Linked DNA regions of Sus scrofa: region 2 is linked to region 1. Evidence: chromatin contacts called from public HiChIP or PLAC-seq data. All regions are on one chromosome and are shown on one strand. Each heading gives the region's core, a stretch centred on a gene start, on an enhancer-like site or on the middle of the called end of the contact. The rest is flanking DNA. Distances are from core to core; before and after follow the strand shown.

The links. HiChIP or PLAC-seq counts read pairs in DNA pulled down with a chosen protein or histone mark.
Region 2: an H3K27ac HiChIP or PLAC-seq map of alveolar macrophages shows a contact between it and region 1. The contact joins the promoter of RAB8B here to the promoter of USP3 in region 1. A contact is called at or near these places in 2 of 5 promoter capture datasets (fetal liver and liver), 1 of 47 Hi-C or Micro-C datasets (liver) and 1 of 2 datasets of contacts at active chromatin or transcription factors (alveolar macrophages).

The regions. Positions count from the first base shown.
Region 1 is chr1:108,513,930-108,517,398 of Sscrofa11.1, forward strand. It overlaps USP3 (ubiquitin carboxyl-terminal hydrolase 3), which reads right to left and starts at 1,682. Exons shown (of 16, transcript XM_021094102.1): 1 at 1,269-1,682.
Region 2 is chr1:108,838,259-108,841,727 of Sscrofa11.1, forward strand. It overlaps RAB8B (ras-related protein Rab-8B), which reads right to left and starts at 1,964. Exons shown (of 8, transcript XM_001929029.7): 1 at 1,742-1,964. The coding sequence starts at 1,865.

The DNA.
Region 1 (3,469 bases), core at 432-2,931:
CTCTGAGAGCTCAAGGAAACCGCAGTTATTTCTATTCCTTATCCTAGAATGAATTTTTCTTTGCGGCATTACCTGAGTTTTTCTCCAAGGAAATATTCACCCTTTAAAAAGTAACCTGTCAAAAGTGTTAGTGCATTCTCTAAACTATCTTCCCAGCTCCGGCACACAAGGAGAAATGTCACACAGCTAAATCGTACGTAGCATTGCTATTTTCTTCCCTTTATTTATTCAAACGAATTTAAGATTTTTGAAATGCACAATTCAAATTTTACACTACAACCCAAGCTATCATTGATCCTCTCAAAGCTAATAAACAAAGACTATCAGCAGCACCAGGGCCCTACCAGGAAGTAATCAAAGCAGTGTGGCCGGTGCGATCCTAAGTCTCTAGAGCAGACAATAAGGGGGTACTGGGGCTTCGAAGGGGCCTGGCAGAAGGAGTTAAGAAGCTTAAGCAATGCAAAAGCATTACATAAACCTAATAACTGTCCTACAGCACAAAAACTCGGAAATCCCAAGGCAATTTCGGACAATCCGAAAGATATGAAAGACAACTCGAGCTACCCCTCCAAAGCAGCTGCTCGATTAGCCTTCTCAGCTTTTTAACCAGCAGCCTGTTTTCAAACTTCACCCTTTCTGGCTGATGAAAGACTCCGACCTTCGCCGCCTGAGTACTCAGCACCTCTCCGGGTCCCGGTTCCCGCCGGTCGGCGTGGGTCGGGTCGCGGGTGCATGGGGGGCCCAGGCAGGTAGCGAAGGGCCCCAGAGCGCGCCCCGCAGCCTGGACAAAGCTGCGCCCCGAGAGCAACGCTTTTGCCGTCCCGTCAAGGAGGGGACGAAACTCGGGCCCCGCCACACGTGCGGCCGCCTTGTGGGGGCCGGACACCCGCCCCCGCCGCCCCCGACCCGGGGACACGGGCCAGCGCAGCCCCCGATCACAGCAGGGCTGCGCGGGGGCGCGAGCCGCTGACCAAGGTCCCCGCTCGCTGCCGCCCCCACGCGCTCGTGGGCCCCGCGGGCTCCCGCCCCTCACGGGCCTCTCCTTTGCCGGCCGGACCGTCGGGCCCCGGGAAACAAAGGAGCTGCCGCCGCCGCTCCGCCTGCCGCCGCACCACCCGCCTCGCCGCGTACCCCTCCCCAGCCGCCGAGCCCCGCTCGCCCTCACCCCTTCCCAAGTCCGCGCGCCGGCCGCCAGCGGCCCCTAGACGGCAGGCCCCACAGAGCCGGGGCCTCGGGTGCGCTTCAGGGCCGCCTGGGGCCGCACTCACCGCTGCAGCACCAGGACGACGGGGAGCCGTTGGGGAACTTGGCTGAGTCCGGAGCGATGCAGACGCTGGAGCTGAGGTGCGGACACTCCATGGCCACCCGGAGAGCGGCGAGAAGGACGGAGGCTCCGGGACCCGGCGAGGTGGGGGGCGGAGGGACTAAGAAGGATCCGTCTGGGGTCGCTCCTCGCCGGGCGCTCGGCAGACGGCAGCTGAGTCCCGAGCCCTTGCGTCAAAGAAAGCAAAAGCTTCCGGGAGCCGGGTTTTCCCGCCCGCCGTCTCCTGAGGCCCGGCTCCGGAAAACGTGGTACTCCGGAATCCGGGTTCTGCCGCCACCCCTAGGCTGGGGGCTTCCGTCTTCCCAGGCTGGCCCCGCCCTGCCCCGGGCAGGCCCCGCCTCCAAGCCCAGCCCCGCCCCCGTCCTCTCCCGCGGGGTGGGGGTCCCCGCGCTCGCAGGCGGGTCGCCCAGGGTCTGGCTGCACTCGGAAGTGACTTTCCCAACTCTGTTGGCCGGGACTGCCGCGGCTTCCCCGCCCCTGGAAGGGTGGGGCGCTAAACCAGGGCACACAGGGCCAGTCCGCCGCTTTTACCGCGGCCGGGCGAGCGCTCACAAAGAGTGCTTCTGCGTTGTGTGTGGTGGACTGGCTACAGCGCGGTAGAAAATCTGACCACACAAAAAAAATGTGAAGAAAATAAAAACCACCTGGGCAGACAGGCTCTGTGGCCCCATTTTTACACAGGAAGACACAAGCTTAGATTAAGGGCCTAGACCCACCGGGGTGCATAGGTCCCAGAGCAGTGCTAGTTTAGTGTTCTGCTCCCTTCGGCAGGTGCGATAGTGATCGAGTTCCAGTTTTTGAACACGTGACCTTAGCCAGCCACCTGGGTGCTGAGTGGCTGGTCCCGCGTGGGCACTCATGAACCTGTGTTCAACCCCTGTCACAGTGACTCACCATCTCCGTTACTTTGAGCAGACGATCGGACATTCATACCTCACCCTCAGTGTAAATTTAAGTGAGATAGTTTTAACCTGCGTTTGCTGAGAGCGCGGTCACTGTTACCAGGTGACGAAAAGAGAAGGGACCTAACAATTGTTAAACACCCACTGCTGCCTCCTAACCAGGCACTTTACAAATAATACCTCATTTAAACCTCGCACCATCACGCCAGCAGCTGTTACCATCCCCCTTTTTACCGTTAATCCGTACTAGGATTGGCTCCCAGGCACTCTGATCTCTTTGTGGAAAAAGGATAGGGCCAGCCTCTGGGGCAGGGGTTACGCCCTAGCGAGGCTGCGATCTTTGTGGGGGCACTGCCTTGGGGATGTCTGGGGCTATTACAAACATTGCCTCAAAGTTGGGGCTCCTTGTAAAACCCGGCGAAGGAGCAACAGGGCCAGGAGGCAGGGAGGGGGAGGGGAAGGCTGATGTGGCAATCCCTCGGGCCGGGTGAGAGGAGGAAGGAAGGTCAGGAAATGATTAACCGGGCCAGGCCGGGTAGTGGTTAGAGCAGAGCACCTCCCCACAGGGCAGTCCTGCAACAGTCCAGGAGTGCCCTCTCAGTCACTTCCCACGCTTCGCCATCCCCCACACTACCCGCCACCACTTGGTTTCTGCCGCGCACTCCTCTGCCTAACGGTGTCCATTCACCTGCGGCATCTCTGTTGACCCTTCCTTACTCTCCCCCCATTCTTTCCCCCCCAGTATTTCCCATTCCTCGGTCAACACTCTTTGGTTGCCTCCCAAGTTTTGACTGCTGTTAGAGCAAGCCATCTTGAGGTTTTATGGCAGTGCCGAATTGTGGAAAGTGCGGCTGCTCAAATCCTAGCTCTGCTGCCTACTTGAGGACCAACTTTAGCCAGTGTTTCTAGTCTTTCCAAGCCCTTTATGTCTATAAAACTGAGAAAACAATGCTTATCTCCAAAGGAAGACGTGAGAATTCACAAGACTTGCCACCCCCAGTAGGAAGTCAATAATTTATAGCCCCCCTTTTTTTTAATGACAGCAAGTGAGAATAATTCCTAGGAAGGGGGAGTATAAACAATAGATGTGCCCTCTGCTCAGGCTCTCCAGCCCTCTCCTATCAACTGATTCTTTTTCAAAGCCTGTCTGGATCAACCTGTTTCCCTCTGGACAGCTACCCCCGATTATCATCCATGCTCCTTCTTTTAGCCATGGAACTGACTCACCAGGGTCTTTCATCCT
Region 2 (3,469 bases), core at 714-3,213, 320 kb after region 1:
TTAAAACATACAGATATGCAAATACACTCATTACCATAGCAGTAGCCCCCTAATAATTTCAGCAATTCATGGCAAAATATGCTGTAAGAATCATTTGAAAGATGCTTAACTGAGCTACCATTAGAAGCCACAAACAGGAGTTCCTGCAGTGGTTAACGAATCTGATTAGGAACCATGAGGTTGTGGGTTCAGTCCCTGCCCTTGCTCAGTGGGTTAAGGATCCGGCGTTGCCGTGAGCTGTGGTGTAGGTTGCAGACGCGGCTCGGATCCCGCGTTGCTGTGGCTCTGGCTGTGGCTCTGGCGTAGGCCGGTGGCTACAGCTCCGATTCAACCCCTAGCCTGGGAATCTCCATATGCCGAGGGAGCGGCCCAAGAAATAGCAAAAAAAATAAAAATAAAAAAAATAAAAAAAGAAGCCACAAACATCAACCAGACAACCAAGAGCTACCATTCTTAAGGAGCAGGTCACTTGAATAGGCAGAAAACCAGCTCTGATTTGCTCTTCTTCAGTTTACACTAAGTTAAGAGATCCTGTTACCTGAATACATCTTCGAAAAAGTAGGAAGGACAGCTCCTGGCCAAGACTGGAAAAATCAGAATCAACTGAAAGTAACTGGGGGGTATATGGCATGTTGTGATCCATTTAGCAAGTAATAACTAAAACCAAAGGAAAATGTACAGGGATGCAGATAGAACCTAAGATCAATTCCTCAGCTGAGAAGTTACTAAACCTTCAAGGCTAAGAATTTTGAAAATTGTCAAGTACAGCTTCTCAGGAGATAGTGAAGGAATGAACCAAATGTTCCTGACCACACCATTCCCAAAGTCACCAATTCTCTTAATGCTGATTTAACACTCACAGAATAATTTAAAACTCCATAGACAGTATCCCATTACTCGTCATTTTCTGCTCTTTCTCCTGCACTTTATCCAAAGAGAGAAAATGGTAACCAGTGCTCCCAGTTACTGGAGAAAGTCCTACTCTCCATTTCCTCACCCTTTCCCATCTCTGCTCCACTCAGCCTCTCTACTGTATATTCTGCTTCCCTTTTTCCTTTCTGTTTCACACTCAGCTCTCCTTTACTTTCTCCAACAAGTATCCTCATTCTATTCTGTCCTCTGGTGTCCTAAACTCTTCTCCTACCTGCAGTTTTCTTCTGCCCCTTCCCATGATATCTCTGACCAGATTTCTTGTAACCAGTGCCCCTCATCGCTCACCTCCTGATCACTCATTCCCCTGAATCCTGCTCGGATTCCCAGGTTCTCACCTCTCTTGTCCCTTGTGTCCTCTGTCCCTTTACTTCATGGACCTCCCATTCCCATTCCCCTAACCCTTCATTTCCCCCTTCACATTTCCTTCCTCCTTCCTGTCTTTCAATCCGTTTCACACCCACTACCCTTTATCTCTCTCCAGGAGGTTTCCTGTGTGCCCCCCCCACACACTTTGTCCCTCTAAGACGCCTCCCTGTCACACTCCCAACTCTCTCATTTCCCCAAATACCCCTAGTCCTGTTCCTCTGGTTCCCCTTCCCCTTCCTTTACCCCCAAGTTCCTCCCTTCAACCTCTCCCCCCACACACCAGCTCATGTCCCCGCCTGCCCCTTTCCCACGGACCTCGCCGCCCTGCCGTTCCCAGGGTCCCCTCCCTGGGGCTCCCGAGCCACCCCCCCGCACGCTCTCGGCCCCTCGCACCCGCCCCCCATTTCTCACTCCCCGTCCCCGGCCGCGTCCCCTCCCTCACCGATGGTGGAGATGAAGGTGGTGTTGAAGGCGTCCTCGGAAAAGCGGAATAGGAGGCAGGTCTTGCCCACGCCCGAGTCGCCGATCAGCAGCAGCTTGAACAGATAATCATACGTCTTCGCCATCTTCTCTCTCCGGCCCTCTGACCGGGGAGCGAAAGGAGCGGCAGAGAGAGGCGGGGAGGGTGCCGCGGGCCAGGGGGCGTGCCCGCTGAGCCACCGATCGCCCCGCCCCTCTCCCCGCCCCCTTCCTCGGAGACGGCCTGCGCGCCCCGCCCCTCGTGACCAATCCTCGGGGTTTTCGTCATCACCGCCGGTGCCCCCATGCTGTATGGGATCTGTAGTTCTTTGAGGAGCTACGGGCGTTCCCCCGGCAGGCTGTCCCCGGGCCCCCAGAGGATAAAAAGAAGATCCGTTCTGGGCGGGATGATTGGGGATTAGGCGTTTCCACTTGAGCTAAGATGTGAGGCCAGGTTTCCAACTCCGCAGGTCGCGCCACCGGAACTTAACTTCGTCTATTCTTTGTGTGCCAGCGCCTTTCAATTCCAGGACCTCGGAATCGGAGTCCTTCGGTTCCCTCATCTCTTCTACTGGGACCCAGAACTGAGATGCTTTCTCTCCTTCACGCTGCCGTGGCGCAGCCTGTGGATTATCTGCAGAGCGCCTTATCTGGCTTTTCCTGCAGTTCCTGCCCAGCACCACGTCTAAGCCCTCTCCTGCAGACCCTCAGTTATAGAGCTTGAAAAGAATGGTTGCCGTTCTAACTTGAACCCCACTCCTGTTCTCCTTACGCCTCCAGAGCAGAACCAAGTACAGTGGGTAATTTAGAGGATCTGCTGTGCATACCGCTTACCCCACTCCCCCACCACCCGCAGCAGGATGGACCAAAAAAAAAAAAAAAAAAAAATCGGGGAAATGAAATTTTTAAGGCTTCTGTTACAGGTCTTGCCCTATAAAATTGCAAGCATCGTGCAATAGAGGAACTACGAACATGAGAATCTAGAGGATAAGATTTGGATTTTGTCTTGTTTCAGCAGCTTACCAACACACAGGCTCTCTGCACCTCAGTTTTCTCATCTGAAAAAACAAGCTGTTTCATAGGGTTGTAGGAAAAAAATAAGTGAGGTACTGAATGTGAAAGCACTTTGAAATCCTCAAGGCATTGTAGAAATGTCGGTGATGATGGTTACCTTCTTCAGCCTTCTGTGGTTCTCTCTTAATGGATGACAAATGGAGGACAGCAGCCTTCTGTTATACCCAACTTAATCCTTTATTTACTGTCTTAGACTATTATTCTTTGTTTTGTGAATGTATGGGTCCAGGCCTCTCTCACTCACTAGTGGCAGAAACCCAACCCCTAATGAGGAGGGATTCTGCCTTTTGGCACAGGCTGAGCCTCCCTGCCCCTGCCAGTTCTTGAACACGTCTGTGAATCTGGCCTCAGCCAAGGCCGAAGAAATGTGGACAGCTCAGTACTATACCTTCCTCTTCGTTCTGGAAAAGAGGGGAGGAAAAAAAAAACCCTTCAAAGACCACGGGAATCTTCTTTCTTTTATAAAATATGTAGTGATTAAAATAACTTGTAGTTGCTCTAGCTACACACAATCATTGGCATTCTCTCTCTGTATGAATAAGAACCCACTGACTTGGGAATTCTTTTGTGCTAAAGCGGGTTAAGGATGTGGTGTTGTCACTGCAGCAGCTTGGGTAGCTGCAATGGCGTGGATTTA